Regions from separate parts of the Sus scrofa genome. Here all the other regions are linked to region 1. The links are chromatin contacts, called in public promoter capture Hi-C maps. All regions are on one chromosome and are shown on one strand. The core of a region is the stretch at or near the end of the contact, and the rest is flanking DNA. Distances in the headings are between cores, read along the strand shown. Region 1 holds the start of ACAA2 (acetyl-CoA acyltransferase 2). Region 2 holds the start of MYO5B (unconventional myosin-Vb). Region 3 holds the start of RPL17 (ribosomal protein L17).

Region 1 (4,726 bases), core at 983-3,482:
TTTTTCTGTTTTGTACAATTCTCATATTGCCTGAGTGTAAAAATTATAAACGGCGTTCATAAGTGCTTGTTTCAATGCTGGACAAACAGTTCCCAAATGTGGCAGTTTTATTTTACTATCACTCTCTGCTCATCCTCTAGAATATGCCGTGGGTGTGACCCTAAAAAGACAGAAAGACAAAAATAAATAAATAAATAAATAAATACAATGTTAATAATCTTAGAATTTCTGTATTGAATCGATGACTGTCAATTTCCTGGATTTGCTCAAATGAAAGAAACAGAAAAAGAAAAGGAATAAACCAGAGGATCGAATTACAATAGCTGGTGAGAAAAAGGGAACAATGGCTAAATGGGAGTTGGATGGGAAATGAATGATGTACATCTGTAACTATGGACATGTTCTAATTACATTTTGAAAGCCTTGAGTGGTTTGGATTACAAGAATCCAATTCAATCCTGAACACATGGAAATTTTCCCTTAAAAGAGTAAACAAATACTGACCTCTAACATGAACTAAGGTATTCCTGGGGTGAAGTGTACTAAGGTCTGCGTAAATAAATAAATAAGATGGTTTGATGGAAGAAGAGAGGAAATGATACAGCAAATATGGCAAAATGTTAAGGGTAGAATACAGTCAGTGAATATACCAGTGTTTGCTCTTTCTATGTTTCTTTCTACTTTTCTGTAAGTTCGAGAAAGTTTTCACAATAACAACACTGGGTTAAAAAAAATAGGAGTTCTTGCTGCAGCGCCGGGATGCAGTTTTGATACCCCACCCAACACGGAGCCAGTGGTGTAAAACGCTAGAGCAGCTCTGATCTGATCCCTGACCCAGGAACTTCCATATGCCGAGTGGCGGCCCAAACAAAAAAAAAAACAAAAACAAAAACAAAACACCCCAAACCCAAACAAACCAAAAAAAAAAAAAAAAAACCCACAACAACAAACGATGTGACAGGGCCACGAAAGTGTTTGAAGAGAAGGCATTCGCTGTTGGCTCAGAAAACCTCAGAGCCTCCCACCACCCCTTATCAGAAGCCTGAGGCAGCCTGGCCGGCCTCCAAGCCCTGGCGCTGAGAATCTGCCCCATCTCTGCCCGGATCGCCTCCTGCTACCCTGGTCTCAGATCGTTCTCAGCACAAACTCCATCACCTGGTTCCCAGATCTCAGATTGCGCAGTGGTCACGTCATCATCGACCAGGGCTCACAGTTACAGCGGCAGAGGCATCCCTAACCTCCCTCATCCCTAGCCTAACCAGCTGCCCCTCCTCTTCCCCCCAACCCCCGTTCCCGGCCCCCACCTCGCCAGTCACGTATTATAATCCTCTCAGGCTCCAGGCCAGCAGCAGCGCTGCCAAGCCATGGGGCCCAATCATATAAGGAAAATACTGCGGCTTCATTCGGGGCCTGCAAAGTGGAACAGGGGGCGCCTCCGCCCTAAAACAGTCGCTACACTCCTAGGGCGCAAACCTCCCCGCCCCCTCCCGGGACCTATTTCCCCTCCCCCGCCCAGAGGCCTAGGCCTTTGCCAGCGGTCTGGGCAGTGGCCTACCCAACCTGCAAAATGGGCTTAGCCAATCCCCCCTCGCCATCTTCCACGCTCCGCCCATTCGACTTCCGGCAGCGCCGCACCAACTGATCTTCAGCTTTTGCGGAAGGTGGGGCAGGTTTATAAAGGCTGGGAAGAGAATGGATAGGGTAGAGTCAAATTATTTTTTTTTTCCCCCTGGGGGAATAGAGAATGGGAGTTTCCGTTGAGGAAATGAACCTGACTAGTGCCCATGAAGATAAGGTTCATTCCTGGCCTCGCACACTCAGTGGGTTAAGGATCTATAGATAGCAAATGGGGCTAGGATCTAGTGTTGCTGTGACTGTGGATAGGCCGGCAGCTGCAACTCGGATTGGACCCCCTAGCCCGGGAACTTCCGTATGACGTGGCTGTGGCCCTAAAAAAAAAAAAAAAAAACCACACAGAGATAAAGTCCTAAAAACGATGTGAGGGAAAAATCCGCTCACGAGGACCCTAGTCCCAGTGCCTCCGCCCCCACCCAGTCCTGTGGGATGGCGCTTAGAGGGCTGAGAGTTCCAAAGCGGCGGATAACTGGCTGGGTGCCCAATGTGTGAGAAGGCAGGGGCGCGGCCCTGCTGGCACCGCCCCCTCGCTCCTAAAGTCTGCAGGACCTCGCGCGGCCGGTCTGCATCGAGGAGGACCCTACGCTGCAGCCACCATGGCTCTGCTCCGAGGTGAGCGCCTCCGGCCCTTGTGGTCTGGTCTAGGAGGGAATCTGCGTCGCCTGCACAGAAAAGGGGACTTGGAAGAAATGCAACGCCGAAAGCATTGTTTGGGTTCAGGAGAAAACATACTTGTAAGGCACTGTTTATAGTAACCTCTGCAACTTCCAGTTGAGAGGACAGTTTGCTCACTTCCGACCTTGAAGGTCATTTTTCGTCTCCGCGGGGTAGTGACTCACCCTGTGGTTCAGCGATCTGGGAGGCGGCGGAGCCTGCTCAGTAAGCCGGGGCCAGAGGAGTACCTTTCAGATGAACCCGGTGGGCTCGGCCTTGGTCAAGGCGTGGGCAAGACTTGGGGGAAGTATGGATGTTTTTTTGGGGTGTCCAGGAAATTTCTGCCGCAGTGACCGTCTCCTCTAACATGCTTGTTAGCGTTCTGTTGGAGAACCTGACCTAATCCCCCTTTCCCTTCCATTTCTTTTGAGTGACTCCAGAAACCAGAAACGTGTAAATCACTGAAGACGTAAATTCTGTAGTTTTGGTTTTTTTGTTTTTTGTTTTTTGTTTTTTTACTGCACCCAGAGCGTGCAGAAATTCCTGGGCCAGGGACGGAACCCGAGCCACAGTAGTGACAGCGATCAGTCCTTATCCATTAGGCCACCAGGGAACTCCTATGGTTATTAACTTAAAAAATTATATGAACTCTGCTTTTCATAACAAATGGTCACAGTAAATGGAATTTTAAAAGTTCATCCTTGTAGTTCCTGACATGAACCCGACTAGTATCCATGAGGACTTGGTTCCATCCCTGGCCTCACTCAGTGGGTTAAGGATCTGGAGTTCCCATGAGCTGTGGTGTAGGTAGCAGATGCTGCTGGCTGCTCGGATCTGGCATTTCTGGGGCTGTGGTGTAGGCTGGCAGCTACAGCTCTAATTTGACCACTGGTCTGGGGGCATATGCTGAAAGTGTGGCCCCAGAAAGACAAAAGAAAAGAAAAGCTCATGCTTATTTTGTGTCCTTTGAAGAACCTTCCGATAGAACAGTTTATGTATATTAAAAATGACTTCAGGTCTCATGTTTGAGGAATTGTGTTCATGATGGTACTGCTTATAGAGTGAGAAAAACTGAGGAGACTTAACTTGGAAGAGAATATTGAGCCGCTCAAGTGCAGATGACAGGTAGGCAGTTGGAAAGGGGTATCTGGGGCTCAGAAAAACCTAAATGACCTGTGAACAGTGCAAGTGAAAAATGGGATTTCCGAAACAAAATGTTTCCTATAATTGGATTTAATTTTTCAGTGCTCTTTCCAACTCTGAATTTAATAAAGCAGCATATTGACTTTTTTAGATGAGTTATGCAAAAAACCCAAATCATGTAAAAGCTGCATTATCATCAGCTATCTTCTTTAAAAGAAAATAGTATTTTTGTTGATTTCTCTATTTTTATTTTTTATTTTATTTTATTTTATTTTTTTTTTTGTCTTTTTGCCATTTCTAGGGCCACTCCCACGGCATATGGAAATTCCCAGGCTAGGCGTCTAATCGGAGCTGTAGCCACCGGCCTACACTACAGCCACAGCAACGCCAGATCCGAGCCACATCTGTGACCTTTACCACAGCTCACAGCAGCACTGGATCCTTAACCCACTGAGTGAGGCCAGTGATCGAACCTTTGTTCCACATGCTCATCAGCACTTGGTGTTGCCAGTGTTTTTGATTTTAGACACTGTAATAGTTGTCAGATGGCATCCCATTGTTTTAGTTTGCATTTACCTAATGACATAAGATAAAAGATAATCAAGCCTCCTTTTTTTTTTTTTTTTTTACTTTTTTGGCCACCCTGTGGCGTATGGAGTTCCTGGGCCAGGGAGCAGATCCAAGCTGCAGTTGCAACTCATGCCACAGCTGCATCAGTGCCAGATCCTTTAACCCACTGTGCCAGGCCAGGAACCTGCATCCTGGTGCTGCAGAGATGCTGCCAATCCCATTGTGCCACAGTGGGAATTCCAAGCATTTTTTTCATATGGTTGTTTGCCATTTGTATATTGTCTTTGGTGAGCTATCTGTTCAATTTTTCACTCATTTTTTTTTAAACTGGGTTATTTGAGTTTCAAGAGTTCTTTGTGTATTTTAGATACCAGTCGTTTATCAAATAAGTGATGACTGGACCATTTGGGTAGAGCATGTTTAGTTTTAGTTGTGAAAGAAACTGCCACACTCTCTTCCAATCTGTGCCATTTTGTATACCTGTGATAAAGGTGATCTGCTGTTGCCCATTTTATTCTAGGAGTAAAGTATAACAGGAAAAGATAAAGTTCTTTGAAATTTGTAAATTGAGTCATCCTCTGACTCAAGAAGCAATGGCATATATATAATTCAAATTTGAAGCAATGTATATTCTAGAAGAAATATATTGTCTGACTTTGGGATGCATTTGGATAGAACTAGAATCGGTAAATAGAAGACTTGGTAAACTGTGCCTGCTCAGTAT
Region 2 (4,726 bases), core at 1,501-4,000, 500 kb before region 1:
CTCTGTGAGAATGTGGGTTCCATCCCTGGCCTCGCTCAGTGGATTAAGAATCTGGTGTTGCCTCAAGCATAGGTGGCAGATGAAGCTCAGATCTGGTGTTGTCATGGCTGTGGCATAGGCTGCAGCTGCAACTCCAATTCCACCCCTGGTCTGGGAAATTCCATTTGCCACAGGTGTGACTGTTTAAAAAAAAAAAAAAGATGCAGCTTTTCTGGATCCTCTGCTTTAGGGTGTATTATGTGGCTGCAGTCAAACTGTCATTTGGGGCTATGGTCTTCAAGTTGAGTCTGAAGGCTTGACTAGTCCAGAATCTGCTTCCAGTCTTACTAACTTCACTATTGGGAGAATTCAAATTGTTGAGGGTTGTTGGTCTGAGGCCACCCTTACTTACCACAGGGGTCTCTCTGAAGGGCGGCTCAGGGATATGACAGCTTGCTTCACCAGAGCAAGCATGTAAGAGAATTCAAGCAAGACAAAGGGCACAGTCTTATAACTTAATCATGGGTGTGATCTCCTATCACCTTTGCTATATTTTATTTGTTAGAAGAAAATAACTAGGTCCTGCCCATGCACAATTCACCTACAATTTTTTGAGTTCTATTTTGTGCAAGGCATTGTGCTAGAAAGTACAGAGGGTACAAATAGGGGTCAGGTATGGTTCCTGCCTTCAAAGTCCTTAGAGCCTAGAGGTGAGGGGAGCAAGAGATATTAGGACACACATAATACAGGGTGTGGTAAAGGGGACGTTCTCAAGAGAGGTGAAGGTGAGTGCTCTGGAAGTTCAAAGTTCTTCCCCTTAGTATGTGATGGAAACCCCACCTGTCAGGAGGAAGACCAAAGAACTCCCAGTGGATATCTTCTCTTTACTTTGAGAAGGCATGGAGCACAGAGCAGTGAAAAGTATGAGCCTTATACCACCTGGGGTACTTACTAACCATGAAGACTCATGGTCCACAGTGGATCAACTGGATTAGCATCCCCTGGCGTCCCCTTCATCCTGATACCCCGGCACATGCTTAGACTTTAGAGTGAGATAGAGTTGGGTTGAATACTGGCTCTCTGACCTAGAATGTCTCTTCCATCCCCACTCCCCCCCCACCCCCAGCCTCACTTTGCTCATCTGTGAAACAGAATTAATGTATGGACCTCCTTTATAGCGTTGCTCTGAGACAAGATCACAAAAGCAAAGGACTTGGCAAGTTTCCTGGCACAAAGTAAGTTTTCAAATGTCTTTATTATTATTCAAAGGAGGGAAAGCCCATATCTGATTTGGGGATTAGAAATCCACAAAGCTCTGGCCAAGAATAGTATTCTCCTCAGGGATGTGATTCAGTTCAGTCAGCATGAATTCAGCTTTTGATTTGTGCCAGGTATGATGGAAGCCAGAAAGTTGGAACTGGGTTGGGGGTGGGGAGAAAGGAGGGTGACATGAACCTCAGGTTGGTCCAAGGGCCTGGCAGGATTGCTAGCATTGCCTATCTGGCAGGTGGAAAAGTGGGTCTAAAGGTTAGAATTGGATTTGAGAGTTAATATTGCAGTAAGAGATGAAATGGGGGTGTGCCTGAGAAGAAATGTGAGATCTGGGAAATGGGCCACAGCTTTATTCAGGAACCAGGAAGAGAAAGCAGAAGGTGTGGTTAGTGAGGCTGGGAAAACAAGAGAAGAAGAACGACAGAGGCTAGGGGAGGAGGTGGTTTAACAACATGGGGAGAACCAGTTACCAGCCCGTGCTTCAGAGGGAGATGGCAATTTCAATAGGATGGAGCTGAGAGGAAACCATTTTGGAGGGTATTAAAGCAGCAGCTCTTCACCTTGGCTGTCATTAGAATCATTTAGGAACTCTTAAAAACCCCTTTGCCCAGGCAGCATCCAAGACAAGTTAAATCAGAATTTCTGGGAGTGGGAGCCAAGCATTTGCTTTCGTAAAAGTGATTCTCATGCAGAAAATGTTGAAAAACAGTGAATTACAGAGGGACTGGGTGTGGGTAAGTGGAGCCAGCAGTAGAAACTACCACTTCAAGAACTTTAGTAGAAAAGGAGAACAGAGGAAAAGTCAAGAGCTAGTGGAGAGATGGGACCACGGATGGAGCATGGTGGTGGAGCAGGCAAGGACATATGGAGCAAAGGTGGGGATTGGGCCTTCCTAGCCCGAGAGGAAAGAATCTGTGGCAGGGGTGAGGACACAGGATGCCAAGCCCCACACCCCGCCTTTCTGATGGGAAGGTCTGTGATGAGGCCCCATATGTTGTATTTCTAAAAAGTTCCCAGGTGATGCTGATGGTCCTGGGTGGTGGGGCGGGGTGGGGTGGGGCTGTCACACTTTCATAACTATCAGGATACGGGGAAGGAATAAGGGGAAGGAAACTATGTAGACAGATTTTTGAGGGAGAGAGAAATGATGGAATCATTTCCTTTTTGTTCTTCCCAATGTTATGAAGAGCTTCCTTTCAGATCCAAGAAGAGTTGCCCAAGCTTTGTTCACTTCCTTTATCAACCCTGGAAATAAAATCCTTTAGAATTATGGAGGAACTTAAAACTTCAGATGCTTGGGTCTCACCCTTCAATGAATCCGAGTTCCTCAGGGTGGGGAACCCCTTCCTTGGAAGGGCTTTAAAGCTCCTCAGGTGATTCTTACTGAGGAAGCATAGTCGAGAAGGGCTGCAGGTGGATTAAATGGAGATCCTGTCTTCCAAGTGGGAGGGTCTTAAATGGGATGAGTTTAAGAATCACCTTTCAGGGAGCGGGGCTCTAGAACAATTGTTCCAGCGACATAGATGGATGCTTTGGTTGAGAGCCACTCTCAGGGGCCATCACTCATTCAGGTACAAATGCCACCTCAAAAGACCAAATGTTTCTTCCTACAGCTCCTGCGCTCCCTTTACTGCCTCCTGCCAATTAATTTCCTCTTTGGCTGAAATTTCTACTTTATGTTGCAAGCAGAAGAGGGAGTGGCGCTGCCAATGTCACTGGCAGAACCGACAAAAGTAAATCAGGTAGGCAGCGGCAGAGGGACTGAGAGTGCGTGTGAGAGAGAGCGGAGAAAATGTGAGACTTCCCAGAAAAGCAAACAATTTTCTGATGGGGGTAGGGAGCCTAGCCGCAAGCTGTGGGTGAAACTGTCAAAGTGGAGAAGACTTCAGCTCCCACCTTTCCGATCAGGATTTCAGCGCAGGCAGCTCAGTTTGGCGGAGACAATCTTTGGTATATCCAAATCACCCTAATCTACGACATAACGATTTTTAATGATGCAGGTATTGAATGTAGCCCCGTAAATCCAGAGGAAAATGTATGGAGTCTTTCAGCTGCAAGCATTTCTCCTTTTTATTCCTCTTCTCCCTTCTCGGATACTTCCACCTCTTTTTTTTCTGATCTGCACCGGATCCCCGCCCACCGCAGGTGCCCGGACCCGGAGCGCACCTGTCCGGAGCGCGCCGGGCGTCCAGCAGGGGGCAGTCGGCGCCGGCTCCTTGCGCGGCCCCGCCCCCGGCCAGGAGGACCCCTCTGCGGCGGGGGCGCGAGAGGGCGCGGCGGGTTCGGCCCGGGCAGGGCTCAAAGGCGGCGGCGGCAGTGCGTCCGCCGCCCGCTCGGACGCGCGCCCGCCCTCTCCCTTCTCGGCCGCCCCCCTCGCCCGCGCCGCCTCCCATACCTGAGCCGGGAGCGGCGCTGCGCGGCCTCCTCCCCCGCCCGCCCGGTCGCCACTCCTGCCCGGCCGCCGCTGCGCCGCCACTGCCGCGGGAGTAAAGGTCGCGCCGGCAGAGAGCGAGCCGGCTGCGGCGCCTCCAGGAAGCCGGCGGGGCAGGTTGGAGAAAAGGGGAAAGAACCGAGAAACTCTCGAACAGCCCAGGAAGATGGCGCCAGGAGGGCCGGCCATGGACTGAGAGCCGCTGGGGCCGCGAAGAGCCGGACCCGCCCCCCATTGGGGCACGAGCGAGGGCAGCCCGCCAGGCACCGAGCTCGAGCCCGGGCCCGGCCCGGCCTGCGGGGTCATGTCGGTCAGTGAGCTCTACAGCCAGGTGAGTGCGGGCCGCCTCGGGCCCGGGGCACAGGTGAGGGCTGAGGGGAGGGCGGTCCTCGGGGGCGCCTTCTCCTGCGGCTCGGCGGGTAGGGGCGGCGGTGGACGCCTCTCAGCCTGCCCCCTCGCCGCCGCCTCCGCGCCCCGAACTTCGGGAGGCAGAGAAAGTTTGGCTGTTCCGGGAGCGCCCCGCGCTGACCGCCCGCGGCTCCCACCCCTGGCAGGCTCCCTGACTCGGTGCGGTTGCTGTTCTCGCCCCAGCTCAGTCCGGTCGAGGTCCCGATACCTTAGGAGCGACCCCACCAGTTCGGAGCCTCCGGCACTAGCACAGCCCCCCACGGTGCTCCCCTGCTCGTGGACCCCACATCGGGGCTCTGCATCGTGGGCTCCCAAGGGCGACCCTCGCGTGCCATTAAGGGGGATCCCTCAACTTGGGGGGTGTTCCTACATTTGGGAGTGGGGAGAGGGGGGACCCAACCTGGTGTGAGAGGCGCGGCGGCTGGGGTGGGTGGGTAAGCGGTGGGTGGAGGATGCTCCAGGGAGTTCCCGGGGAGGTGCATTCTCACTGTGCCAAGGATGGGCATTTTGAAGCGGGCGCTCGGCGGGGGGCACTTGGTGGGCTTCAGTCATTTCGGGGAAGGAATCGGAGTAATGCTGACGCGGGGGTGGAGTGTGGATTTACACGATGCTCTCAAGGTCAGAATGGATGTGTGT
Region 3 (4,726 bases), core at 658-3,157, 260 kb after region 1:
AGAAATTCCCAGGCTAAGAATCAAATTGGAGCTACAGCTGCCCATCCTATGCCACAGTCACAGCACTGCAGGATCCGAGCTGCATCTGAGACCTAAACCACAGCTCCAGGCAATGCCAGATCTTTAACCCACTGAGAGAGGCTGGGGATCAAACCTGCATCCTCATGGATCCTAGTAGTGTTTGTTAACCACTGAGCCAAGAAGGGAACTCCTCCAGAACAGAATTACCTTGCTGGCAATAATAATAATTCTTTTTCTCTTATTGTCATGGCCAGCTCTCTCCTTCTGGTCATTCATGGTGTAGCTGCCAAGTCATCTACTCAAGGGATGCTTTTCTACTCCAAGTGCTCACTCTAGCAATTTCACACCAAAGTATCCTAATTGGCCATTCACTTCTTAGTTCCCTACCTCTCTGTCCCTACCCTCATTCTAAGACTGTGGGTTCCCTAGATCTGGGACTTCCCTAGTGCCCATTAGAGCATAGCATTTAGCACAAAGTCAGGAATATGTGTTCAATGAATGTTCTTTGAATGGATTAAAGAACAAGTAAGCAGATTGCTAAGGATGACTGTATTTGTATTTCACTATTTTTTTCTTTTTTTTTTTTTTTGTCTTTTTGTCTGTCTTTTTGTCTTTTTAGGGCCACACCTGTGGCATATGGAGGTTCCCAAGCTAGGGGTCCAATCAGAGCTGTAGCTGCTAGCCTACGCCACAGCCACAGCAACACAGGATCTGAGCAGTGTCTGCGACCTACACCACAGCTCATGACAAAGCCAAATCCTTAACCCAATGAGCGGGGCCAGGGATCGAACCCATGTCCTCATGGATACTAATCAGGTTCCTTAACCATTGAGCTACGATGGGAACTCCTCACCATTGTCTTAATAACTAAGATTTCTAGACATAAATAAAATGAATAAAGAATTAGACAACAGAGGGAGTTCCCGTCGTGGTGCAGTGGTTAACAAATCTGACTAGGAACCATGAGGTTGTGGGTTCGATCCCTGGCCTTGCTCAGTGGGTTAAAGATCCGGCGTTGCCATGAGCTGTGGTGTAGGCCGCAGATGCAGCTCGGATCCTGCGTTGCTGTGGCTCTGGCATAGACTGGTGGCCACAGCTCCGATTCGACCCCTAACCTGGGAACCTCCATATGCCGCGGTAGTGGCCCAAGAAATGCCAAAAAAAAGACAAAAAAAAAAAAAAAAAAAAAAGAATTAGACAACAGATTGAAGTAAATACATATAAAATACAATTTAAAGAGTTCATTTACATTTTACAAGAAATTCATTAAGGCTGTAAAAAGAAGACCTAAAGCTAACTGTTACCATAAATCTAAGGGAATAAACCAGAAGAAGAGCTAGGTGAGGAAGAAAATTCCTCTTGGCATTTTGTTTCCAAGGAAGGGACATTCTTTCTCAGATGTGGATCTACAAATTGCACATCCCTTCAGTTAGTACATCCTTCACATGGCTTGCTGTACAATTGATTGGGTGATATTCTTATACTGAGAATTTTCTTATTACCATAACTACATCTCAGCATTTGCATCTTCTTTTTGTGTGTGTGTCTTATTAACTGTCGATTTATAAACCGCTTTCACATAATTACATAATCAAAACTAACAAACGTTGACGAATAAATGTCTCATCTATACCTAATAATACATGGTTCTGTCCTAGAATTACAAACACGTTTTTAATTCATTGATATTTAAAATCCATGACTTTCTTTCTGTATACAAAAAAAAAGGAGAATTTTGAGACAGTTCCTAAGGAGGAAATTCGTCAACATACTCCACACTCCCTTTTTCCTCCGCCCTCCTCCCCTCTTCAAATCTCGTTCCTTTGACTGGAAATATCGCGAGATGTCGAGTTCTCTTGAGTTCTCCCATGAGCCTCCGGTCTTTCTTTTCCAGTAAGCGGCCTGAGGTGAGTGTGTCTTCGTCTTTTCTTCGCGAGTGGTGAATCCTCCGGTTATCGCTGCCATCCTGACCTTGGCTGCACCGATTTCGAAATTCTTGGGGACAGGACCTTCGTGGTTACTGATTCTTAACTAGTGATGGTGTTCCTCCGTGCTGGGGGGACGTTTCGGAGTTAACAGCTTGACTCCCTGATGCTGTCCGGCCTCTGCCGCCGGCAGAGGGGCGAGATGCGCGGGAATGGGGGTGGCAGAGGTACAGGCAGTTTGTGGTCGGTGCTGACTCCTGAGGTCCAGTGTCTCGCGGTAAGTGGTGGCCGCTAATGAAGGGCGTTTGGGACTGAACGGAGAGATCTGGGGAAATAAGGTCAATTCGAGTCGCGGCTTTGTTTAGTTATTGGGTGTGTTTCACATTCAGTGGCACTGAACGTGGGTTAGAGCCTCGAAAGTGGAAAGATATAGAGGGAGCGTGTAGGGGGTTGTAGTTGGATTGAGTTATTTTGGCCTGAAGGATCCAGATTTGGATTGGAACACACGGTATCTTCTTGAGGGTTAAAGAGGGCTGCTGAGCTCCGTGTCAGCACTGCTGTAGTTAGCGTAGTTGCAAAGGGGATGGAACGCTGGATAGAAAGGGTGGCTGCGATACTGGCATTTCCTTGGACACCTTTGGATTAGTCATGGCAACTATTCTCTGAGCAGCTGCCTGCGTTGGGTCCATATATAAAGTATGAGTTACAATATGTATTGATAGCATTATGTTTGCTCGCTTCCAGGTGACCTCTAAAAATGGTTCGCTATTCACTCGACCCAGAAAACCCCACAAAATGTAAGTGAACAAGAAAAGAAACATTTTTTATTTTGGAGTAATAGGCTACAGGACACCCAAAATTAACACAAATTTTTTCTGTGTATTTTAGCATGCAAATCAAGAGGTTCAAATCTTCGTGTTCACTTTAAGGTATGTGAATCCACAGCTATACTCTACAAGAGTTGTTCCATGAGTTCTAGTGAGTGTTGTCACCATTGTGAAAAGGTAGCTGCAGTGATGTGTTTCTTAGGACACCTTTGGATTTACCATGAAAATAAATTGATTCTGAGCAGCTACCTTTTGGTACATATACATGTAAGGAGTGTGTTGCTTTAGCATTTGCAGAATTAGGAAAAAGTGCCAAAGAACTGCTTGGGAACCTAGTGTACAGATGAAGGTATGGAACATTGTAGATGACAGGATGACAGTGTAGGGCATAGGTGATTGACTCCACCTTCAAACCAAGCTTCCTTAGCTTTTTTTTTTTTTTTGTCTTTTTGTCTTTTTGTCTTTTTGTCTCTTCTAGGGCTGCTTCCGCAGCATATGGAGGTTCCCAGGCTAGGGGTCGAATCGGAGCTGTGACCCCACAGCTCACAGCAACGCCGGATCCTTAACCCACTGAGCAAGGCCAGGGATCGAACCTGCAACCTCATGGTTCCTAGTCAGATTCGTTAACCACTGCGCCACGACGGGAACTCCCCTTAGCTCTTGATCACAGAATTTTTAATTGCATTATTTCGTTATATTGTAATATTTCATTGTATTGATCACAGAATTTTATTATATAACATGGAAAAGTTGTAGGTGTTGGCAATGTTGACATTTTGAAAATCTTAGAATTTCATGTTTTAAAATTGTGATTATGGTTAACTCACAGCTTATATTATTTGTATTTAGAACACTCGTGAAACTGCCCAGGCCATTAAGGGTATGCATATTCGAAAAGCCACCAAGTATCTGAAAGACGTCACTCTACAGAAGCAATGTGTGCCATTCCGTCGTTACAATGGTGGAGTCGGTAGGTGTGCCCAGGTGAGAATTCATAGCTGCCATTTTAAAAGACAAATTGTAAAAGGAAAGTGTCTTTTATCTCTTTCTGGTTGCTGTGATGACAAATCTTAGGACACCTTTGGATTAACCATGAAAAAAACCATGTCCTGAGCAACCTTGATGTCAGTTAAAATCATCTTGTAACATTGATTTAAGTTGCGGGAAGTGGCTAATAGTCTCTGCTTTTCTTTTTGTTTGTTTGATTTTTAGGCCAAACAGTGGGGCTGGACACAGGGTCGGTGGCCCAAAAAGAGTGCTGAATTTTTATTGCACATGCTTAAAAATGCAGAGAGTAATGCTGAACTTAAGGTACCTGAAACATTAATGTTTTTATACATAAAGCTTGGATTCAGTTTAAATTGCTATGTCTAGTTTGATTTCCTTGACTGTCTTTCTCTTTGTTTTCAGTATTTTAAGAAGGGTGGTAAGCTTTCTTACATGGACCTTTTTCATAGTACAATACATCCCTTCACGGAATATTTTTAAATATAAACAGTAATATAACGCACTTTTACAAAGGAACCATTATAATTGCCTTAGTAATGATTAATGTAGTTTGTTGTTTACACTCATAACGAGGAGACACATTAAGTTTCAGAAGTTAAAATAGTGATGTAGTCAACAAAACATAGGCTTGTCCATTTGAGAAGTTATCCATTACCTTTTTTGCTTCTGAAAATCTAGGCCAGAACTAGAATTAATGTAGGTCTGTTTAGCTTTAGCCGTCGTTTCCATTTGACCTCCAGCCGGGGAACTTCCATATGCCAGGGATGTGGCCCTTTTTAAAAAAAGAAAAACACTTAAAGATACTACCAGATCCTGTACTCGCCCTCCTTTATGGATGCCACTTAAATTTAGCACTGAGGTTTAATATTTAGAGTTAAGGAAAGTCACCTAGAATAAAGGTGAAAAAACATGATTGAACAAACATGCCATTTAGAGTCCTAAGAA

The links. Promoter capture Hi-C pulls out the DNA fragments that hold promoters and counts their contacts.
Region 2: a contact with region 1 is called in a promoter capture Hi-C map of liver, with 5 times the contacts expected there. The contact joins the promoter of MYO5B here to the promoter of ACAA2 in region 1. A contact is called at or near these places in 2 of 5 promoter capture datasets (fetal liver and liver) and 1 of 47 Hi-C or Micro-C datasets (skeletal muscle).
Region 3: a promoter capture Hi-C map of fetal skeletal muscle shows a contact between it and region 1, with 2.9 times the contacts expected there. The contact joins the promoter of RPL17 here to the promoter of ACAA2 in region 1. A contact is called at or near these places in 2 of 5 promoter capture datasets (fetal skeletal muscle and liver) and 1 of 2 datasets of contacts at active chromatin or transcription factors (alveolar macrophages).

Annotation. Positions count from the first base shown.
Region 1 is chr1:99,308,265-99,312,990 of Sscrofa11.1, reverse strand. It overlaps ACAA2 (acetyl-CoA acyltransferase 2), which reads left to right and starts at 2,232. Exons shown (of 10, transcript NM_001167638.1): 1 at 2,232-2,247. The coding sequence starts at 2,232. LOC102158467 (a long non-coding RNA gene) reads right to left here and starts at 1,657. Exons shown (of 3, transcript XR_002344322.1): 1 at 1,561-1,657; 2 at 1-160.
Region 2 is chr1:99,808,958-99,813,683 of Sscrofa11.1, reverse strand. It overlaps MYO5B (unconventional myosin-Vb), which reads left to right and starts at 2,750. Exons shown (of 39, transcript XM_021093027.1): 1 at 2,750-2,822. The coding sequence starts at 2,775.
Region 3 is chr1:99,045,587-99,050,312 of Sscrofa11.1, reverse strand. It overlaps RPL17 (ribosomal protein L17), which reads left to right and starts at 1,907. Exons shown (of 7, transcript NM_001244558.1): 1 at 1,907-1,928; 2 at 2,691-2,743; 3 at 2,835-2,875; 4 at 3,623-3,757; 5 at 3,986-4,084. The coding sequence starts at 2,704.